Linked DNA regions of Zea mays: region 1 is linked to region 2. The links are chromatin contacts, called in public Hi-C maps. All regions are on one chromosome and are shown on one strand. Each heading gives the region's core, a stretch centred on a gene start, on an enhancer-like site or on the middle of the called end of the contact. The rest is flanking DNA. Distances are from core to core; before and after follow the strand shown. Region 1 holds the start of LOC100194005. Region 2 has its middle 30 kb from the start of LOC103644025.

Region 1 (3,316 bases), core at 278-2,777, 81 kb before region 2:
TGCATGAAAAGACAGTTTCACTCAGCTGGATGTCACGGCTTTATTGTGGCAGTTTGTGCATTTCAAAGCATGATGTCTAACTCCAATTTGCAATTCCATTACCAATTTCATGGGGCACAAAACATGAACTAAAGTAATGAACAGATACTACTTGTTAATTGTTAATTCTACTGGCATAAGCACAAAAACAATGCAGACATATTGTGTAGACAGTTTGAAGATGTTCAGGTATACATTGCCATCTAAAATTGATGCTCCAATAAAGAACAAAATATGGAACTTTTGGAAGGAAGCACAAATGAACAGCTACATTATATCAAACACAGGCTAACAGTGGCCAAAAGAAGTCATTAAAGAGTATGGGTTTCATTGACTAATTACCAAGTTAACAAGCCTGCTGCCTGCACTAATGAAGCCCCGATTCACATTCCCACCCCGGCATATAGCCAAGTGGATTATGTGACCTTCCCAGCACAGCACACCAGCAGGATGTTTGTGAGCCCCGCAAGACAAGCAAGCACAATGCGTATCTTCAGTTCTTCACTGTGTCGAACCAAATGGATACCTCAACCTGCTTAAGTGGACGAGCAGCCAATAGTAACCTGCTGTGCTGAATGCGCTCGCGAGAAATTACCTGCCCATCAAATGATTAAGACACTGCAGTGAGTAAGGTAAAAGATCTAAGGAACAAGATGCACAATGCGTTGTGTCACACACACACACAAAATGCAAGATCGATACACGCTACCCCTTTCCATGATCAAGCAAACACGCAGAAGATCAAAAGAAACATGACAGAAGGCCCAAAACAACGAAAAAGAATCTATACATGTGCAGCTGTTTGGATGCCAACTCGCGAGACTGGAAGTGAAGAAGAGAAGACAAGTCAACCCCCGACAGTTGAACGCACTTGATAAATCCTAAGAACCAGTTCCCTCACAACTGGGCCTATCATTACCAAACGTGGAAACCGAAAGGCCGCGAAGGTTAGATGCAATTAACAGCTTCCTGCCGCCAATCGAACCCGAATTTGACACGCGAACTAACTGCAGCAGAAACCCAATCTCTAGAAAAGAAAAGAAAAGAAAACGGAACCTTGGACGGCTCAAAGAAGAAAGGAAAGAAAAAAAAAGGCGGAAAAAAGCTGCGTCTTTTTCACAAGAAGCGAGCTAAGACCAGCGGAGTAAAAATTTTCACCTCATCCACTCTTGGCGCTGCGCTGCAACGGGTTGAGCCTGACAACCCTGAGCATCCGGCGCACGAACAGCCTAGCTGGCAACAGCACGCCCATGGCCCGCTACGCCAAGCAGGAGCGCGCGCCCAAACCTTGGCAGGTCCCCCCAAGTCGCCGGCCGAGGTGGGATTCTTGCGGGAGAAAGGAGCAAATTCCACGGGCGGGGAGCAATCGAGCTCGACGCACGGAGGAATTGCGGCGGATCCGGGATGGGGGTCGGGGAAGGAATTGGATCTGATGGGCCAGGGAGGCGGACTGGGGGAGCGAGAGGGAGCGAGAGCAAGAGGAGAGAGAGCGAGAGAGAGAGGAGGAGGAGGAGGAGGAAGTGCGTACTGCTGCTGGGTTCTTGTTCTTGTTTTGTCTGGACAAACGACTGCGTGGTTTTCTCACTCCTTTCTCTCTTCCTTTTGGGGTTTTTGGATGGGTGTTGTTTGGTTATGTGCTCTGCCTACTACTGCCTCTGGCTTTCTCTCTGCCTCTGTGGGGGCGTTGCCTACTGCCTCTCTCTTTTGCTCTCTCTCTCTCTCCTCTGAGGAAGGGAATGGAACGAGACCTTGTATCTAAACTACGTGCAAGGACAGGCAGATTTGTTGACATCTGGTCTTTGTATTCTCTCTCTCCTCTGCTGATCCTCGCCCACTTTTATCCCCCCATCTCTACGCTCCCCACCCATTCCTCGCCAGAATAAATGGAAATAAAACAGACAGACACTTGTTTTCCCACCCCCCACCTGCTGGTGTCTCCATCAGAATTTTTTCCCTCCGGAACTACTAGCCATGGGATCCTTAGATCTAAATTTTATTCCGGTCACTTTGAATGTTTGAGGCTGATTTTTAGAAAGGCTAATTATAATATTATCGTAAAACTTGTCGTACAAGTCGTGACTAGTTTATAAGATAAATTTATCAACCTAATCGATTCATAATTCAAGGATGTAAATATACACTAGTCGTAAATTAATTATTAGCCAATATTGTATATATATATATAGGCAATGTATCCTGTGTAAAAGGTTCTCATGTGTAAACATGCTAAAACGCCTTAACAACCTTTGGATCCAGAATCAAAGGCTAATTTTAATCCCACCTAACCACCACCGCACCAGATTACTAGGAGGGGTTCTTTAGAAAAAACACAAGATTATCAGGTGGGATTAAGATTAGCCTTTGATTCTGGATCCAAAGGTTGTTAAGACGTTTTAGCATATTTAGAACCTTTTACACAGGATACGTTCTCATATATATATATATATATATATATATATATATATATATATATATATATATATATATATATATATATATATATATATATATATACACTAAGTGGCATCTGACCACACGATGTGACCCCACTAAACTCTAGTGAAGTACGTAGTATCACACCACGCATTCTACATCATCGGCCGTGGTAGCTGAAATAACCAACCTGTTTCAATAAAACTGGAACGAAAATAGCCAGCTGATTTAAAAAAAAAACGTGTCGTGATTATCTCCGTGTTTCCCTCGGTGGCCGTAGAAAGACAACAAAGGACTCCGTCCGGAGGCGATCGCGATCGCGACTCGTCATGAGAGAGAGAATCTGTCCGCTCCGCTCCCTTTGCTTGCTGGTGGGGGGTGGGGAGAGGAGAGAGGAGAGAGGAGAGGGAGAAGCAGCTTTGACATAAAAAAAATCCCATGAGGATCGCAGCACCAACCTCCTTTCCAGACCTTTAAAATAATCGGCCGTCTTTACTCCTCGTGACACTTTTTTCCCCTCCCCAACTCCATCCATCACATGACGCCCCCCCCTCCCGCACAGCGTCCGTACCCCGGCTGGCTCTTCCGGCGGCTAGGTCACTGGCGCTGACGCTGAATGAACCTTTCGAGTTACCGGTACTTATTGGATCAGAGATCTCTGTGCTTTATAGTAATTGGGCTATATTCATCATTCAATCAGATAGCACTGGTCTTTTTTTCAGTTTTTTTTTTCTACTTCCTTGGCGTTCGAGTCTCTTATTTGCAGGGACGATTAGGTCTTTATAGTAATAAACGAGTATCTGGAAAACACAACCAACCTGCTGTATCGAATGATGGGTTGCTG
Region 2 (3,598 bases), core at 1,076-3,575:
CGAGCCCTGGGTCGGGCGGAGCGGAGTTCGTCGTCTTCCGGGACTTAGCCCGAGTCTGAGCCCTGGGTCGGGCAGAGCGGAGTTCGCCGTCTTCCGGGACTTAGCCCGAGTCCGAGCCCTGGGTCGGGCGGAGCGGAGTTCGTCGTCTTCCGGGACTTAGCCCGAGTCCGAGCCCTGGGTCGGGCGGAGCGGAGTTCGCCGTCTTTCGGGACTTAGCCCGAGTCCGAGCCCTGGGTCGGGCGAAGCGGAGCTTCCTATGGTGCCTTCGGCCGGGCCTGACTGCCTGTCAGTCTCACTCTGTCAAGTGGCACCGCAGTCGAAGTGGCGCAGGCGGTGCTGTCCTTCTGTCAGGCCGGTCAGTGGAGCGGCGAAGTGACGACGGTCACTTCGGCTCTGCCGGCTGGGGGGGGCGCGTCAGGATAAAGGTGTCAGGCCACCTTTGCATTAAATGCTCCTACGATTTGGTCGGTTGGTGCGGCGATTTGGTCAGGGTTGCTTCTTAGCGAAGGCAGGGCCTCGGGCGAGCTGGAAATATATTCGCCGTTGGAGGGGGGCCTCGGGCGAGACGGAAATCCTCCGGGGTCGGCTGCCTTGTCCGAGGCTAGGCTCGGGCGAGGCGTGATCGAGTCGCTCGAATGGACTGATCCCTGACTTAGTTGCACCCATCAGGCCTTTGCAGCTTTATGCTGATGGAGGTTAACAGCTGAGAATTAGGAGCCTTGAGGGTACCCCTAATTATGGTCCTCGACAAGTTTATACAGTGAAATTTGTGTCTTCACGCGTAGGTCATGTGGTTACTCCCTCTCTCGCTTGTAATGGGTTAACACAATTGCCCGTGAGCAGTACACACGCCACACCACCATCCTCCTCTCGAGCCGGTCCCTACTAAAACCAGTAAGAGAAAAAAAAACAGATTATGCAAACACTTGTGATAAAAAATAACATATGCATCAATGATCATATATCCCATATGAATATCGTTTTCATGTAATTGTTGTACTATAACATTTTATTAAATAACTAGTTTATTACAATCGAGCTCTAACCTCTTATCAAAAAATATTTCATTACAAAGGAGTGGGTGTTTATTACATAGAAAATGAATAGGCTTGTTATTAATCCACATAAGCATCTGTACAGTTTATTAATATTTCTCTTAGGCGAATACCATGACCAACTCGTGTCTCGTTAAAACTTAAAAAAAAACTGTAGAAAATAGATATAGTGTATATTGTCGCTACACGTATTACAACTGTTGCGTCGTTAAAAAACATATATGAAAAAGTTTAAGAAAAGTCAGCAATGAAAGAAAAAAAAAGGAGTACAGTGGTTGTCTTAGCGATAACTATAACCTTGACTGTTGTTTAGGTTACAAACTTTCCCGGACCATAGAGCTTATTCTATGTAAACAGGTTGAGCTTTACGGGCTCTAGTTTAAAAAAAAAACCAAAACTAGATGCTAGTTTCGAAGGTCCCCAAAAAAATACTTAAAAACAATGTTTTTATACCTGCTCATGGACTTGCACCAAAATTATACGTCATGTCATTGGTTACACGATATACCGATTCATGTCTCTTGCTCCTCCACTGCTAATCATCAAAGGTAATTAAAAAGAACCACATAAATTAATCGTATTACAGAAACGGGGGAGTCTATATGTAAACTAAGCAGTCCTGAATCCCGTATTATCGATCTGTTGGAGTTGTTTTTACGGTAACGTTGGAAAATCAAATTTGTAATTTTTGAAGTGAATCTAGCTAGTCCCCATGGAAGTGGAGACCTACAGAAAGCGAGGCGAGGACCGAACCAAAAGGGCTCGTGTTCGCATCGCATGGCACGGAAAGCGGCGCAAGCAATCGAGGCCCAGCAGTTTCCGTTGCCGTCCCGGCGGCGTCCGGCGTCTAAGACTGAGCGCAACGTGAACGCTACTGCGCCCCCTCCCCTTGCATGTCGGCTGTAGGGGGCACCCTATGGCCGCAGCGGTGCCCCCTACAGCGCCCCCTACGTATCGGTCTCCTTCTCTCTCTCCACAGATCTAGCGTGTCACTGTTCATCACCCTAAACACTATGCTGTGGATCCATGAGTAATTGTTAGTAGATAAAAAATTGATAATTGGTATAGAAAATGATATTTTATAGTGGTAGTGGGGTATAGGGGGAGTATTTAGAGGGAACCGCTGCGGGAGATGAAAAAATAGGGAGGAAAATAGGGGGAAAAGTGATATAAGGGGAAAAATTTAGAGGTAACGGTTGCGGATAGCCTAATCATTTCTGCGCGGGCACTGCACTGACGGGCAGGCCCCGCCATCCGGTCCGGGGACGCCTGAAGTGAGTATAATAGTAGCTAGCTTTGCGTCGCAGGCTTGCTTTACTTTACATCGCTCCTCTCCTCTTTTACGAGCTGTTCATTGATGTTGGTTGGTTGGGTCAAAAGGCGTCCAGCAGATCTAGGCCTCATGTGGCTTGGGCAGGGAGAGGAAAGGCGAACGGGCATTTGGTCGAGTGGCTGAGGCACTTTATCCTCCTTTGCCTTTCCAGTGAGTGACGACGCCTAGTACGCATGTCGCCAGCAGCAGCACGCGTCTCCTAGACCTGATTCGGGGAAGGCCCGGCCGTAAGTACTACACACACACAGCCGGCTGCTCGCCGCTTCGGTGTTAATGTTTTTTTTATAAGACAGGAGGGGTGAGCCCCTACTAAAAATTTTATTAAAACTTTAAAATAACAGAGTTAGAAGCAGACAGAAAAGAAGATTACAAAGGATAAAACAACCTAACTACAAAGAGAAAAGGAAAATATACGAGGTCTACTGCCAAAGCTGAAGCCATGCAGGAATTATCGAATCAAAACGGCCTTTAGCCCTCAGCATGACAAGATGAAGTTCCCTTGCAAACTCATTTTGGCAATGTTGCACAGTCGGGGCTTTATTCTGAAAAAGCCATGCATTACGGGTTTTCCAAATGCTCCAGTTCATGAGAATGACAATTTCCATAGAGAATGGAACATTGAGTTGTTGCATTAGATTTACTGCAGCGGCCTCAGGATTAGCAATTCTGGGAGACGTCAAACCAATAGAAGTCCAGCAAGCCTTTGCAAAGTTACACTTGAGGAAAAGATGGTAAAGAGTTTCTTCCTTTTGTCAGATGCAGTTCTCACAAGTGTAGGACTCGAGGTTCATATTCTTCCTTTTCAGCATATCTCTTGTATTGAGTCTGTTTTTTAGCCAAAGCCAAAAAAAAGACCTTATGTTTTGGTTGACACTTGTTTTTCCAAAGCGATCTGAAGATCTGGTGAACCTGGGTCTGACCCATCAAATGCTTATACGTTTTTTTTGTAGAGAAAATGTCTGCTCCCCAAATGAGTTTCCAAGTATCATTTGTGTTGTTTACCATGATTTGGCCCCAGGTTGCGTCTAAGTCTAAAAATTGTTCATGAGCTTGAACCGACAGAGGAAGCTGGAAAATTTCAATAAGTTGCTCTTTTTGGAGAGCCTCTTTGATGGACAGTTTGCTATTGCGGGCGAAGGAAAATAACTCAGGGAATTGATTAGCCGGGATGTCCGAATTCCACATATCTTCCCAGAACAGAATGGCTCTT

What was found. A called contact is a pair of places that touch in the nucleus more often than the background predicts.
Region 1: a Hi-C map of tassel shows a contact between it and region 2, with 5 times the contacts expected there. The contact joins the promoter of LOC100194005 here to the enhancer-like site in region 2. A contact is called at or near these places in 4 of 25 Hi-C or Micro-C datasets (bundle sheath, ear, leaf and 1 more).

The regions. Positions count from the first base shown.
Region 1 is chr1:285,248,025-285,251,340 of Zm-B73-REFERENCE-NAM-5.0, reverse strand. It overlaps LOC100194005, which reads right to left and starts at 1,527. Exons shown (of 5, transcript NM_001359363.1): 1 at 1,198-1,527; 2 at 382-634.
Region 2 is chr1:285,167,683-285,171,280 of Zm-B73-REFERENCE-NAM-5.0, reverse strand. No RefSeq gene overlaps it. Among protein-coding and RNA genes, the nearest start is that of LOC103644025, 30 kb to the right of the region's middle. Within about 2 kb of position 2,325, at least 17 of the 20 cell types and tissues checked have an H3K27ac peak or open chromatin away from gene starts, as enhancers often do. A contact at or near this core is called in bundle sheath, ear, leaf and 1 more, where this site is marked.